Regions from separate parts of the Mus musculus genome. Here all the other regions are linked to region 1. The links are chromatin contacts, called in public ChIA-PET, HiCAR-type and promoter capture Hi-C maps. All regions are on one chromosome and are shown on one strand. Each heading gives the region's core, a stretch centred on a gene start, on an enhancer-like site or on the middle of the called end of the contact. The rest is flanking DNA. Distances are from core to core; before and after follow the strand shown. Region 1 holds the start of Fbxw7 (F-box and WD-40 domain protein 7). Region 2 holds the start of Tlr2 (toll-like receptor 2). Region 3 holds the start of Tmem131l (transmembrane 131 like). Region 4 holds the start of Mnd1 (meiotic nuclear divisions 1). Region 5 holds the start of Trim2 (tripartite motif-containing 2).

Region 1 (2,677 bases), core at 56-2,555:
ATTTAAAAAGAGGAGGGGAGAACAGGTCCCAAACATGAAATGTGAAAAACTTTCAAACAAATTTAATCATGACCCTCAATGGAGAAATTAAGATGGATGGATGGGTAGATAAATTGATACTCCCAAGTTTCTAGTCATTTCTACAGAGCATCTTTATTCTGCCCACATTTAGCTGTCTGGATAGACCAGAATTCCAGTCTTAAACTACTACCTATGTTCCTTGCTACATGAAATCCTACAGTACGTTAAGCCTTAGGATGGTCAGCTTAACCTACATATGTGAGCATTACTTTTCTATACCTCTAATTTAACACTCAGAGTGCTAAATGTTTTCCTAAAAGAGTATAAAGTCTCAAGGTCGACAAGTAGAGCCAAATAAAAACAGCTGCATGCATGCCCTTCCAGTCCCTAGTAGAAACCTAGTAAAAATGTGCTACCACTTAAAACATATTACTCCCTCTCTCCCTCAACACAGAGAGAGAGAGAGAGAGAGAGAGAGAGAGAGAGAGAGCGCTGCAGCAACTTTTACGAAATGGTAATTTATTAAGTGCTCTCCCTGAAATAAGTTTCAGTGGGTTGTGCATCTTAGGAACTCGGATTTTCCTGAGCCAACTGAAACATGCAAGCACCCTACACATCGGACTCTGTAGACCTGGGAAATAAAGCGTTGGGGGCACCAAACTCCCCTATGCACTAAAATGAAATCTGGTCTTCCCATCCAAGGCAACTTCAAAAACAATAGTTAGGAAAGGAAAAAAAAAAATTAAGGGTTGATTCAAGTGATTCCCACGTGGGAATCCATGGGAGTTTCCCTGAAACAAAAACCACTGCCAGAATAAGGTTGCCAGGAAAAGGCATGGGACAGAGCTGGCCATAGGCTTTCTCAGTTTAGTGTCCAAAAAGGTGCAAGTGTCCACTCTGGAGACACAGCTGCTCTAAGAAAAAACTCCGAGTACTTGCATTACTCCTGCAAACTGACACTTTCTCCTATTGGTAGAAAGGAAAGGTTTCCACTGCCAACCCTCCCGAGGAACAGCCGAACTCCAGCATCAAAGCACCCACCCGCTCCCACTTGTCACCTTATAATGTCCCCCTCCCCCGGGTCCACTCACGCTTCAGAGTCGAGCGGTGGCGCTGACAATGTGGCTGGCTCCCTTCCTCCTTCGGGCTGAGGCGGGCAGCTGCGGAAGGCTGGCTAGGCGCGGAACTGAGGAAGAAGCGGTGCTAGCGTCGCTCCACCAAGCAGCTACCCGGGTCTCTTCCGCGCTGCTGGGATAGAGGCGGCGGTGGCGGCCCCGCTCGCTCACCGCTTTTTCTCTTCCTGGGTCCCTGCAGACTGTGGTGGCTTCAGCCCGTCCTGGGCCACTTGTCCCGGGACAGTCACGATCAGAAAGCTCGAAGATTTTGTTTGGGTAAAGTTTCCTCTGGGCGGAGGCTGCAGCCGGCCCCCCAGGTTCCCCCCCGGCCCCACCGCCCTGGGGGGCTGGGGCGGGGAGGGGGCGCCGAGAACTCCTGGAGTCCCGCCGAGGAGCCGGGGTGCGGCGGCAGGCCCAAAGAGAAGCCCCCCCAGAGGGGGTGGAGGGGAGGGGAGGGGAAGGAGAGGACAGCGGCGCCGGGGCCGCTCACCACGCCGCCGCGGCCGTTTCACATCGGGGTCCCCGCCCCCCCGGCCCGGAGGTGGCTCCTGGGCTGGGGGCCGGGGTTCATACACTCCGCTATGGGATGCTACGGCCCCGGGCGGCTGGTGTGGACAGCGGCAAGGCTGGGGACCCGGCGGGCTCGGATCGGCGCCGCCCCCGCTCCCGGCTCCCGCATGTGTCGCGGCGGCCGGGACCCCCTCCCTACACCTCGGGGGGTCCTTCGTCCCACAGTCCGGGACGAGGCAGAAAGCCCAGCCCCTCGCGGGCGTCCTCTCCCGGCTGAGCAGCTACGAGTCCCGACCCGCGGCAGCCGCCTCCCTGCCCCCCGGCCGCGGGCTCCGGCTCGGGCTCGGGCTCGGGCTCCGGCTCCGGCTCCGGCTGGGGCTCCGGCTTCGGCGTGTGCAGCAGCCGCTGCCGGCCGGGAATGTAAGGGGGGGAGCCGACGGCGGCCGCGGCTCCCGATGGCCCGGGCTGCGGCAAAGGTCTTGGCGGCGGCCAGTGCACGGATGCCGGGTCTCTCGGATGCTCGCTCACTCACTCGCTCTCACGCTCTCCCCGGCGGCGGCGGCAGCGCCCGAAGCTCAGCTTCTGTCTCTCTCTCGCTCTGTGCGGGGCTCTCGCCTCACTCCACAGAGGGGCGGGAGGAGAGTGGCGCCCAGCGATGACGTAAGTCGCCTAGCAACCGCTCTCCTCCCCCTCCCTTCCCCTTCCTCTCTGCGCCTTCCTCTCCGGGCCTCTTCTCCCCATCTCCAGCCACCCCGCCCTGGGAGGCTGCGGCGCGTTCTGATGACGCACCAAGGGAAGAGGAAGTCGCGATCTGCGAGCGGGTGGGTGCGCCTCGGGCCGCGGGACTGCTGCTGCTGCTGCTGCTGCTGCTGCTACCGCCGCCGCTGCCGCCGCCGCCTCTACGGCCGCGTCAGAACTGAAGAGAGGAAGGGGAGGAGCCCAGGCGAGCCTAAGCTACCGCCTGATCTTACCCCTGACCCTAGGGCGGCGCGGAGAGGGAGCTCTGTCGCCGTTCCCTCCGGGGCAGGTGC
Region 2 (2,677 bases), core at 117-2,616, 970 kb after region 1:
TTGCAGGGTTAGGAAGGTTGACAACCTATAAGGACAAGGGATGTGGAGCTGAGGGGAAGAGACCCCCTGGGTTTAAGGGAAAAATTCTGACTTCAAATCTCAGCTGCTATTTCTGATTCACAGGACATTTTCTTGTGAAAATGGGGGTAAGGTTGCTTGCTCTGCATCCAATCTCGCCTTGCCGAGGTCAAATGGGATCACAGGCACCCGAGGCAGGTGATTAACTTGTTTTAAAGTAGGGGGTTTCCCCTTACAACTGGAATATGGAGCCACATCTCCACCATGAAGCAAACCAATCTACGCTGTTTTCAGAATCACTCTGCGATGCAGCTATGGGATAGAGAAAGGGAAGTACTTAGCTTCAAAGCCATAGATAGAAGTGGGGGCCCCGAATCTTCCCCATGCTTAGAAGGGGGGCTGTTCTGGGGGCCAAGGAAAGAGAAACATATCTGTGCCATCCTTATCCATTCATATCCCAAGCACAATGCTGCCATTCAGGTCTGCATGGAGGCTGGTAGACTCTGTTATCAGATGCTGAGCAGAAATGGATCCCAGAGACATAAGGGCAGGGGGACAAAGTGTTGAAAAGGAGGAGAAAGAGAAAATATTCCTGAGCCCAAGTTGCAACCTCTGAGGATGGAGAGATAGCAAAAGAGTTCAAAAGATGTGTTTGAGGGAGAAGTGAGATTCTGAGATTAGAGTAGTTAGAGTTAGGACCTGGGTCTTGGCAGCCCTGGCTGTCTAGCCTATCCTTTTGGGCCTCGATAGGGTATTTAAATGATTATCAGTAGACAGCAGAAAAGTAGCTATTCAGTGTAGCCACATCAGGAAGACAACTAAATAATGAGGGTGTACGACGCCCCCATCCTAAGTTCAGCATCCTGTCACCACAGGTTTAGATTTAGATAATACAGAAAGAATCCATAAGTAGGCAGTTTTGGTCAAGGTGTGCTATCCCCCCGAGTCATTCAGCCATCATTGTCCAGGCCTCCAGTGTTTTCCTCATGGTGAACTGATAAAAACTCCCTGTGACTGGCACAGGGCTGTAATTTTTTAACGTTTCCTAGCTGGAGCATTCCAATAACCAAAGAGAGTGCGTCTCTTCAGAATATCCTCTTCCTTCCAGAATCCTTGCAGCAGCTCAACTCAGCCAAAAGGCGAGCTGGGAGGCAGCTTTCTCTTTAGGACACCTGGGGAATTCCCACACGGAGCCTCTGGACTTTCAGTTCTGTTTTGCCTGCCCTGTGGCTCCTGCCAGCTCTGATGCCAGGCTCCGTTCCCCTTGCAGACCCCTGTGGGCGGCGCTTGCCGCACCGGGGGCGGTGCTGGCGACCGGGAAGTTCGGGGCCCTGACCTGGGGACATCCCCTTCCCTCACTTCCAGGTCTTCAGTCTTCCTAGGCTGGTGCCCAGATGGCTAGTGGGCACGGGGAGCGGCGGCTGGAGGACTCCTAGGTAGGTGGATCGGTCCTGCTGCCGGGTTGCTGCACCCCTCCCCGGACAGGGTCGAATCGACCGGGGCGGCCGCTGTGCTGTGCGGGGACCTGGTTTCCAAAGTGAAGCACCTGCGCCCCCAGCCGGGCGGATCAGCTTTGGGGCCAGATGTTTGTTTCCTGCTGTGATCCCTGCAGGAAGAGGGACACCCAGGGAAGAGGGGGCCACCGGAGAGCTGCAGCCACTGTCCCAGAGCCCGCGGCTGTGTGATCTGCGTCTTTACAGCCTTTCTGGCCCTGGGGTCACAGAAGGGAGTGTCTGTAGTGTCTCTGAACCCTGGGAAGCTAGGGTGAACGGTGACGCTGTCCCAACTTACATCCAGTCCACCCCTCTCTTGTCCCCAGGCTCCGGGCAGGCGGTCACTGGCAGGAGATGTGTCCGCAATCATAGTTTCTGATGGTGAAGGTTGGACGGCAGTCTCTGCGACCTAGAAGTGGAAAAGATGTCGTTCAAGGAGGTGCGGACTGTTTCCTTCTGACCAGGATCTTGTTTCTGAGTGTAGGGGCTTCACTTCTCTGCTTTTCGTTCATCTCTGGAGCATCCGAATTGCATCACCGGTCAGAAAACAACTTACCGAAACCTCAGACAAAGCGTGAGTGGAGTCTTTTAATAAGTATCTTATGACTTCTTCAGTCCTATAAACGAGAACCTTGTGTTTACATCTTAGATGTCAGGAAAAGGCTTTTCTAGTTTCAAAAAGGAGAAATATTATTTCGGGTGTAAAACGCTCAGATTGCCTGGAGGCTTTTGATCTGACAGAAAGTTCTTCAGCAAAGAGCAAATGGTAGGTAAGGTGGCTGGACTCAGACGGAGAGACCCTTTTCCTCCCCAAAAGGGAAATATTATGAGTACTGGAAAATATCTTATTTCACTACACTCGAAGTTTTTTGTTGTTTTTTTGTTTTTTTGTTTGTTTTGTTTTTGTTTTGTTTTGTTTTGTTTTTCTGTTCTAAGCAAAGAACACTTGCACCTTAAACCTTTAATTAGTGAATACAAAAACTGCCAGGCATTGACAGTATGTTTTGGAAGTTTCTAAGCTACCAAGTTTTTGTTTGTTTGTTTGTTCTAAATTTATAAGTTAACATTTAACGGGATAAGTGCCCAATGAAAAATCACCCTCCCATTTAAAGAAGTGAAGCTTAAGGGAGAACACTTAACATAGGGAAACAATTCAGAACGTTCAT
Region 3 (2,677 bases), core at 93-2,592, 780 kb after region 1:
CCGGGACATACCATCGATTTTCTGAGACCCTTGAATGCAGTGAGGGAATTTCAGTATCCGAGGGGCAAATAGAAACCCAGAGAAGTGAAATGAAGAGGAAAAAAAGGGTCCAATGGGATAGGACAGGACATCCTTGCCAGGGATGCACCCAAGCAATCTGGGGGGGGGGGGAGTAAGAAATAATTGGAGCTGCTCAAGTTGGACAAAGCAAAATGACATTTCCATGTGGACATTTGCTTTTATCAAGTGTTAAGTATGGCAAAGAAATCAGGTGGTTTAACCTCATTTAGAGTTACATCCAGACAAAGAGATTAGGTTCACAGTATGGTATTATGAAGAGAGCATCCATCATTCATATTGTCCTTGACCAACATCTGACCTGCTATGAGACTACATTTTTTCCCATAGTCTAGACTGGAAGGCTCCAGAAGCAATTAAACAGAAGATCAATGTAAGCAGACAGGTGTACACCATCACTTCCTGAAGCTCACAGTCTCTGAGTTTCATACGAGCTACGTTTGCTGCACACAGCAAATCAACTTAAAAAAAAAAAAAACAGAGGCAGAAAATAAATTTCCAAGTATGACTTACACTACTTATTAATATTGTTAACTGGCAGGCGATCTGTGCCCTCCACTTCAACTACGTTTAGCAAGTGGCTGGCTCACTTTTGCAGTCTGATTCTGCAGGTCCATCTGCAGGGCTCTTGAAGGTCTAACCTAAGCTCTCCCACCTGTCAGGATTTGGACCGTCTCCACAGAGGGCGCTGAGCGCATTACCGCCACGCGGCGCTGAGGTCAGCCTCTCGGGTGTTGGGAGAGCTTTTTATTCTAAATTACAGACCTCGCAGCCACCGGATATCCTCGCTGCATAACAGGCAGTAGCTGTGCGGCTGCACTCGCGTTTCCTGACAACCACAGCAATATTTCCACTAATATCCTGTTCAAGGCCAAGCGCTGGGCTACGATTCATTCCCAGGACCCCTCCCCCCGGGGGGTTAGTGCCCCCACCGTGGCCCGGGTGTCATCGACAAAGAGAACCTCATGAAAGTTCACGACAACACCCTCTCCCCGTGGGCCGCGAGCCCCAGCCCCCAGAGTCAAGCTTCTGGGGGCCCTCGGGCACGTGCTGCGCGCTGTGAGCGTTCGCATTGTCTTCGTCCCTCCGCTCCCCGCCGCGTTCCATCCCCTTCTATCTGCGGAGCACACGCGCTCGGGAGCAAGCGGCGCGCCGGCGCTGAGCAGCAGTCCAACAGCTGCGGGGGCGGGCCCAACAGCGGGGGGCGGGCCCGGAGGCGGGGCGGGGCCAGGGCGCGGGGGCGGGCCCGGGGCGCGGCCTGGCGGCCGCGGCGCCACCAAACAAGAGAACAAGATCGCTGCGAGCGAGCGCGGCGAGCACCAGCATGGCGGGGCTCCGGCGCCCGCAGTCCGGCGCCTACCGCCGCACGGCCGCTGCCGTGAACCTTCTGCTGGGCGTCTTCCAGGTCCTGCTGTCCTGCTGCCGTCCGGGAGGGGCTCAGGGACAAGGTCAGCCCGTCGTCGGGGCTGGCTGTCCCCGCCGCCCCGCCCCCCCTTTCTTTTAGGGAACTGTTGAAATCTGTGAGGGTTCGCGGAGGAAGGGGACTCGGGCGGCTGGGGAAGACGGGCTGCTGCAGCCCTGCGACCGCAGCGTCCCCTCGGCGACTCTAGGCCGGGCCAGGAGCGGGCAGCGTGGGGCTCAGGGACCGCTAGCCGCGCACGCCCCGGAGCCTTTGTGCGCGGGCCCCTGCGCCCCGGGCGCATCCCCCGCTTTGTGTGGCGCGCGGGTGCCTCGCCGCGCCCGGCTTCCTGCAGCTTTGTTTCCCCCAGCCCGGTGGCTTGGGGGTCGCGCCGTGCTTGGTGCGGCGGCCTCATGCCCTGGTCTTGACCAAGCCCGCACGCCCTCATCTTCTGGACCCCGGGGTCCGGCTGGGCATTGTATTTGCATCCTCGGCTCACCCCTCGGGTGGCCTGCCCTGCGAGGGGAGAAGGAGACTTGTTTGGGGGCAGGCGGTTGGCACGAGGGGACGGGCGAGGAAACAGGAAGCGTTTCTTTGCCGTGCATTACAAACGCGGTGTGTTTTTTTGGTGTCCGTGCAGCGTTTGAGCCCTTGCCGAACGTGGTGGAGCTGTGGCAGGCAGAAGAAGGGGAACTCCTGCTGCCCACTCAGGTGAGGAGGACCGGTGACAGGGCGGGTGTGGGCGTGTGAGGGAGGAGAGGCCTGGAGGTTGCCGGCCTTCCCCCCAATGGCACAGGAGCGCTCGGGTCACTTTGCAAGGCAAATAAACGGTCGTGCCGAGCCTGAACACCTGGCAACGGTGGCTCTTCAGCCTGGCTCCCGCGCCATGTGACAGGGTGTGAGTCAGGGCCGCCCCAAGTTCAGAAGGTGGGTGTCCAGGCCACCTCAGCAGGGTTGTGTGTCTCACAGCCTTGCGCCTGGCTAGTGGCGACTTCCTTGGCTCGTTAGTGGGCCAGGGTGGGCGGAGGACTCGCTTCTGGGTCTCCACGGCTGTCTCTAAGCAGGCGGGTGTGGTGTGGATGGCAAGTGGCTGGAGGGTTGAACACAATGGGAATATTGATTTCATAAATGTTAGTGAGTGGTACTTTGCCATTAGCCTAAGTAGCTTTGGGATGAAGAAGTGACTTTAAAGGAGTATAA
Region 4 (2,677 bases), core at 117-2,616, 660 kb after region 1:
TTTTGCTCAAGTATTTGACTGACTCTGTGCTTTGACCTCAGTCTTTAAAACACATAAATTATGTGCATAGATGAGCAACCAACCACACTTCACCATCACCTGGGAACTTTCAGTAAAGATTTCAGGTCTAATATAGGTTGACCAAAAAGAAAATGACTAAAATTGCTTGCATTTGTATAGTTGTTACTTGATTGGATAAACTTATTTTTATTGTAATAATAATAATAACATAGGAAGAGGAGGAGGGGGAAGGGAGAGAGAGAGAGAGAGAGAGAGAGAGAGAGAGAGAGAGAGAGAGAGAGAGAGAGAGACTTGCTGTCAGGAAGCCCTGTCCTGAAAACCTAGGATTGAAAAAAAAACTTAAAAAAGTAACTGTGATAAAGAGCAAATTAAGAACTCTAGAAAAGCGTTAATAAAGTGGATGTGATGAAAACTCTGTGTCACATAATTGACAGGAACATCTCTGCTATATGCCTGTTGTCAGGGTATGAGCATGGCAAGCAGGTTTGGATACATACTCACCCCCATCCCCGACTATTGCTCTCCTTTGTAAATGCTTTGGATGATTTTTGCTAATCACGTTTATCCTATCTTATAAAATAAAGGTTTTAGTGAAACTTTGAGAGACAGATTCACTAGTAGTTGCAAGAAATAATTTAGAAAGCTCCCACATACTCTTTATTAAGGTCTGACAGTCAGCAGCACTAGAATATTTACGTTTCATTTGTAATGCAGAACACCTGCACTACTCTGTACACTCTCACCGCTCTGTATCAGAGGACTTTTTAAGGCTAGAGGTTGGTGCTCGCCTTTAATCCCAGCATTTAGGGAGCAGCAGCAAGCAAATCACTGAGTTCGAGGCCAGCTTGGTTTACAGAGAGAGCTCCAGGGCAGCCAAGGCTACACGGAGAAACCTTGTCCCAAAAAAGCCAAATAATAAAATTAAATAAGACAAAAATAAAATAAAATAGAAAAAGAATTTCTTTTCTAAATGTACTCGTTTCTTGCAGCCAAAGCCCCATATTTTTTTTTTTAAGCTAAAAGAACACACTTAAAAGCGAAGACTCAAAAGTTGCCTTTTAAAAAGAAAACTAAAAGCTACATTGAACACTTAAGTAGTAAGCAACTCTGCAACCCCAGAGGCACGGGAAGGGAACAGAAGCCTTCCCTGCTCCAGCTCCCACGCCAGGCCCCAACTTTTCCTTTCTGCCTACAGGCTGCCCAACCCAGACTGGTCCATCTGGTCTCAGTCCGGCCCTGCCCATCTCAGGCTCCTCCCCTACTGGACCTGCCCATTATTTCAGGCCGCGCCCCTCACCGCCCTGCCCATCTTCTCAAGCCCCGCCCAGGCTCGGCTCCTCCCTCGGGTCCCGCAGTCCTACCAGGGCCGCCAGGGGTCGTTGCATCTCCCCTGCACTTCCTCCGGTCCTTCCCACCCCACGCGGTTGTTGGCGCCAGACTCAAACAGGGAGGCCGCCTCGCGCAGCATGGTAAGAGCGAGGCTCCGACGCGCGCACCTCTGGGCTTCGGGGCCGCGGCAGCAGGGGTTGTGCCTGGCCAGGCCTTGTGAGGTTGGCCCCGCGCCCACTGCTGCGCCCGAGCCCTGATGGCGGCCTGCGCCGCCCTGGTTCCGAACCGGAGCGTTCTAGAACCGAATCCAGAAGCCCCGCAAGTTGGACCGATCCGCGGCTCCCGACCGAGAACCCCAGGGCGCACGCGCTGCGGAGTTGGCCACTGAAGTGTTCAGTGCCCTTCGGTTCTCCTGGAATTAGAACCCGGGGCCTTTTACTTGCTTGGCACGGCGCTCCCCTTTTTCAGCTGCACCCCACCACTGTACTTAGTATGCTAACAGGAGCCGCCCAGATCACTCCGCCTTTAGATCATGGCAGTGACACCCCCACCCCACCCCGCACCCCCGCCTTTAAGGGCAGGGTAGGACGCCCCACCCCCCACCCCAGCCTCCCCCACCCCCCACCCCACCCTGCTCTCTGCGGGCCAATCCTGGTTTACTACCAATCGCCGTTGTCTATTCGGACTTAATGACTCTCTGCCCTTTGGATCGTTTTTTTTTTTCAACTACCTTCAAAGTTTTGTGTCATTCTTTCCACTTTTGGCGACAGAGTATCAACGAGTCGCTAGAGTGACCCCAGATTTTAATATCTTAATTTAGTTAATTTTGGTCGTCACACAGGGTGGACAAGGATCAGGTCGTTGGGCATTTATTTGAAAAAAAAAAAATTGCCCAGCTGTAATTATAACTGATAACGGCTTCTTTGTGGTTAAACTAACAGACGGGCCACCTGGGCATGCAATGGCCCAAGGAGCCCAGGACCAGATTCAAAACAACAGTGTTACCAGTGTTTGGTGTTATCATGTTTCTCTTTGTAGAATTTAAGTACCCGACTAAAAGGAACTAGGAATTATTGATGTGCCGGCCTCACCCTCTTATTTAACCCTCTTTATAGGGCAGTTGCCTACTGCCAAAGGGATTTAATGGCTCTTAACTCTTCACGCAGGTATTGCTATTAGTTTTATATATGAGCAGGAAAAAGTTCACTGTTAGTCTGGTCAAAGTTAAACTTTTGACCTCTTTCCGAATGTGAATTACTATTTCGATTTGGCTTGCTTTGGCAGGTAAACAATTACAAACGTAGGCCTGTAATCCCCAGATGGCTTT
Region 5 (2,677 bases), core at 81-2,580, 560 kb after region 1:
TACAATGCCGCTAGCCAAGGAACCAGGGGTCCTTCCTGGAGTAAGCTCCTCCCATCACACTGGCTGCAGGCTCCCAGGCTGTGAGGCAATTTATTTCTGTTATTTAATCTCCTCACTTCCAGGTACTTTGTTTTGACAGATGCAACACACCAATACAAACCGTTTTTCTCTACTCTGTATTTACCTTCGCTGTCTAACCACACACCTGCCCAACCTGTCTTGCTTAGCCAGAAGGTCCCAAATACTTTAGAAATCTGTGTGGCTGATTTGTATTCTGTGACCTCGTTCTGAACCCAACTCCTGGCTTCTCTGGGTCCTCTCTCATTTTCTTCTACTTGTCCTGCCACAGGAGGCAGACAGGAGGCTATGACCTCTGTAGGATACCTTTGCCCCACCCCTGTAATGGGCATTTTATTTTAGTCTCTCTCTTGCTGTCTTTGGAGTCTTTCCCCTTCATTTCAAACTCACCTCCACCCCCTTTCTAGGTTGGAGTAGCCTTGTGAAATTATCTTTCTGCGGTGGAAATCTTATTACATCACTTGCCAGCTCCAAATCTCTCAGAGGGTCCCTTTAGTTTCTAGTCAGATGCCAAGGTCCCAGTTTACCTAGGACGACAAGCACGGTGACCTAACTTCTTTGCCATCCACCATAGAGCATCTATCTGTCTTCATTGCTCCTGCTCTGCCCCTAAAGCCACATTCAGGATCAGCTAGTGCCCAGCCTCTTTGTTCTAGAGCCTGCAGAAGCCCAAAATTTAAAAGGCTTGTCCGGGAGGTGGCGGCAGGTGGGGGTTGGAGGTGGGGAGCTGTCTTTGGATTCTAGACTGATTGAAAAGCCCCATCTGTGCTCTCCCCAACCCCACCCTATGTTTCTTTGACTGTAATTTTTCAGGGTTGGGAACTGGTAAGTCTCCCTAGCATAACCAGCCCAACACAGTAGAGCACTTGAGAGGAAGTAGCGACTTCACGCTGTCAAAGGCACTCCAAAGTGAGGAAGGGACGGGGGGGGGGGGGGGGGGGGCGGAGAAACAGCAATTTTGCCCAGCTGTTTGGGAGAATGAAAAATCAATTTGCAAAGACAGCACTTCCTCATCCTTTTCAGCGCTGACTGTATCATAACTGACTCGTGAATTGGAATTAAAGCAAAGCTTTTCCCCTTGTCACGGTCAGCAGTGTGTGCTTTCAATACCGAACGCCCGGCGGTGGAGGCAGGCTGCGTCGAGCTCGCTCAGCCCGGTACAGCTGAAGTCACTTCCCCTGCAGGGACAGAGCGTGCTTTCGTGGGGTGGGCGGGCGGGTGTGTGTGTGTGAGAGAGAGAGAGTTTTCCGCAGTAGACCTGAAAACCCAGCCAGCCGCGGATTGGCGCATCCCGGCTGCGGCCGCCTGAGTCATCCGAATCGTTCTGGAACCGGGCACCAACTTGCGTGTTTGTCCGCGGCTCTTTGTGCGCGGATCAGCTGTACCGTGGGCTCTGGCATCTAATCCAGGATTTGCCTCTGCGCGAGGCTTATGGAAAGCAGATGTCTCGCCGCTCTGGGACTGAGCACAGAATGGAAGTGACCCAGAGAGGAGCTGTTTGGTACAGACGACACGGAGGGAAGGCCCCGGCGCGGCCCGCGAGGCCAGCTCCGCTCCTCGCGTCCGTCCTCTCTGCCGAGCCCGCCGCTCAGATCGTGTCCCGCGAGCGAGCCGTGTGACCGTGAGGCCGCGTGCGGCGGGAGCCGGGATACCGGGGTCCGCGGCCGCCAGAGATCCGGGTGCGAGCAGCAGCCGCGAGGGTCGCGGTAAGTGTCCCTGGGGGTGGGGGCGTGAGGGGCGCGGGCGGTTTTTCGGAGCTGTCAGCCCGCCAGCACTGTTCCCGGAATCTCACGGACCCTCTGCAGACCCTGACCTGCAAGGAACGCTTGCAAAGTCATTTGACCCTGGAGTAGAAAGCGACTCTATAATCTTAAAGCTTGGAAAGGTGTCCTCTTCCCACCCCCACCCCCAACCCCATTTCTTTTTCTTCCAAAAATAAACAAACAAAAAAATGTTCTTTCTCTTTGAAGGAACTACTCAGCTAGATTCCTGTCTATTAGTTTTCACGCTTACCCTCTGGCCAAGCTCACGCTGCACGTCTGGTTTATTAAAAGGTGGAGATGTTGCCTTTCTGGGCTTTTTGATTGATGCTGAAAAATCTGCATGCTGCTGTCAAGATGTAAAGGATTGGGGGTGGGGAGGAAGCTTGTCCCAAAAATGCTTGTCAGATGCAAAGCATTCCGCGAACCCCAGACATTTCCCCATTTGTAATCTAATCGATTCCAGGGAGCAACTGACTTATTTTCTGCAACTCCTTAATCGAATTAGGGCACAGATAGCGTTAGATTCAAATACTTTTTAATTCTAGTGTGTGTGTGGGGGGGAGGGGGAACGGGACACGTATTTATTTATTTTGAGGTTCTGGGGAATTAATGCTCGGCTGAACTGATAAGTTACGGCCCCACCTCTCAAATGCTTTTTAGATAGTACATTTAACAGCATTTGAAGTTCTGAGAGTCTAAAGATTAGGCTACACGCTAGGATATACATGAGAGGTTGTTCTTGTGACAGTTTGCATATCTATGCCCGCCCCCCCCCCCGCGCCCGCTCAGGGTTGGTTGGTTTGTTTTTCCTTCTAAGATGGAGCTTAACCTTCACA

What was found. ChIA-PET counts read pairs in DNA pulled down with a chosen protein or histone mark. HiCAR-type assays count read pairs that join an accessible place to other places. Capture Hi-C pulls out chosen DNA fragments and counts their contacts.
Region 2: a promoter capture Hi-C map of liver shows a contact between it and region 1, with 2.3 times the contacts expected there. The contact joins the promoter of Tlr2 here to the promoter of Fbxw7 in region 1. A contact is called at or near these places in 1 of 39 promoter capture datasets (macrophages) and 1 of 9 other capture datasets (liver).
Region 3: an RNA polymerase II ChIA-PET map of memory CD8 T cells shows a contact between it and region 1, with 13 read pairs. The contact joins the promoter of Tmem131l here to the promoter of Fbxw7 in region 1. A contact is called at or near these places in 3 of 39 promoter capture datasets (the C10 cell line, the HPC-7 cell line and pre-B cells), 3 of 484 Hi-C or Micro-C datasets (the C10 cell line, embryonic stem cells and erythroblasts), 3 of 115 datasets of contacts at active chromatin or transcription factors (astrocytes, double positive thymocytes and memory CD8 T cells) and 1 of 9 other capture datasets (adipose tissue).
Region 4: a contact with region 1 is called in a HiCAR-type map of astrocytes, with 2.0 times the contacts expected there. The contact joins the promoter of Mnd1 here to the promoter of Fbxw7 in region 1. A contact is called at or near these places in 2 of 39 promoter capture datasets (the C10 cell line and pre-B cells) and 1 of 115 datasets of contacts at active chromatin or transcription factors (astrocytes).
Region 5: a contact with region 1 is called in an RNA polymerase II ChIA-PET map of memory CD8 T cells, with 5 read pairs. The contact joins the promoter of Trim2 here to the promoter of Fbxw7 in region 1. A contact is called at or near these places in 3 of 115 datasets of contacts at active chromatin or transcription factors (memory CD8 T cells, microglia and pancreatic cancer cells).

What each region holds. Positions count from the first base shown.
Region 1 is chr3:84,814,205-84,816,881 of GRCm38.p6, reverse strand. It overlaps Fbxw7 (F-box and WD-40 domain protein 7), which reads right to left and starts at 1,305. Exons shown (of 14, transcript NM_001177773.1): 1 at 1,113-1,305. Gm35486 (predicted gene, 35486) reads left to right here and starts at 2,449. Exons shown (of 1, transcript NR_165832.1): 1 at 2,449-2,677.
Region 2 is chr3:83,840,297-83,842,973 of GRCm38.p6, reverse strand. It overlaps Tlr2 (toll-like receptor 2), which reads left to right and starts at 1,366. Exons shown (of 3, transcript NM_011905.3): 1 at 1,366-1,454; 2 at 1,838-2,085.
Region 3 is chr3:84,038,826-84,041,502 of GRCm38.p6, reverse strand. Tmem131l (transmembrane 131 like) reads left to right here and starts at 1,342. Exons shown (of 35, transcript NM_172681.4): 1 at 1,342-1,526; 2 at 2,118-2,188. The coding sequence starts at 1,403. Gm30352 (a long non-coding RNA gene) reads right to left here and starts at 1,282. Exons shown (of 4, transcript XR_867387.3): 1 at 592-1,282.
Region 4 is chr3:84,154,475-84,157,151 of GRCm38.p6, reverse strand. Mnd1 (meiotic nuclear divisions 1) reads left to right here and starts at 1,366. Exons shown (of 8, transcript NM_029797.3): 1 at 1,366-1,490. The coding sequence starts at 1,488.
Region 5 is chr3:84,258,432-84,261,108 of GRCm38.p6, reverse strand. It overlaps Trim2 (tripartite motif-containing 2), which reads left to right and starts at 1,330. Exons shown (of 12, transcript NM_001271727.1): 1 at 1,330-1,784.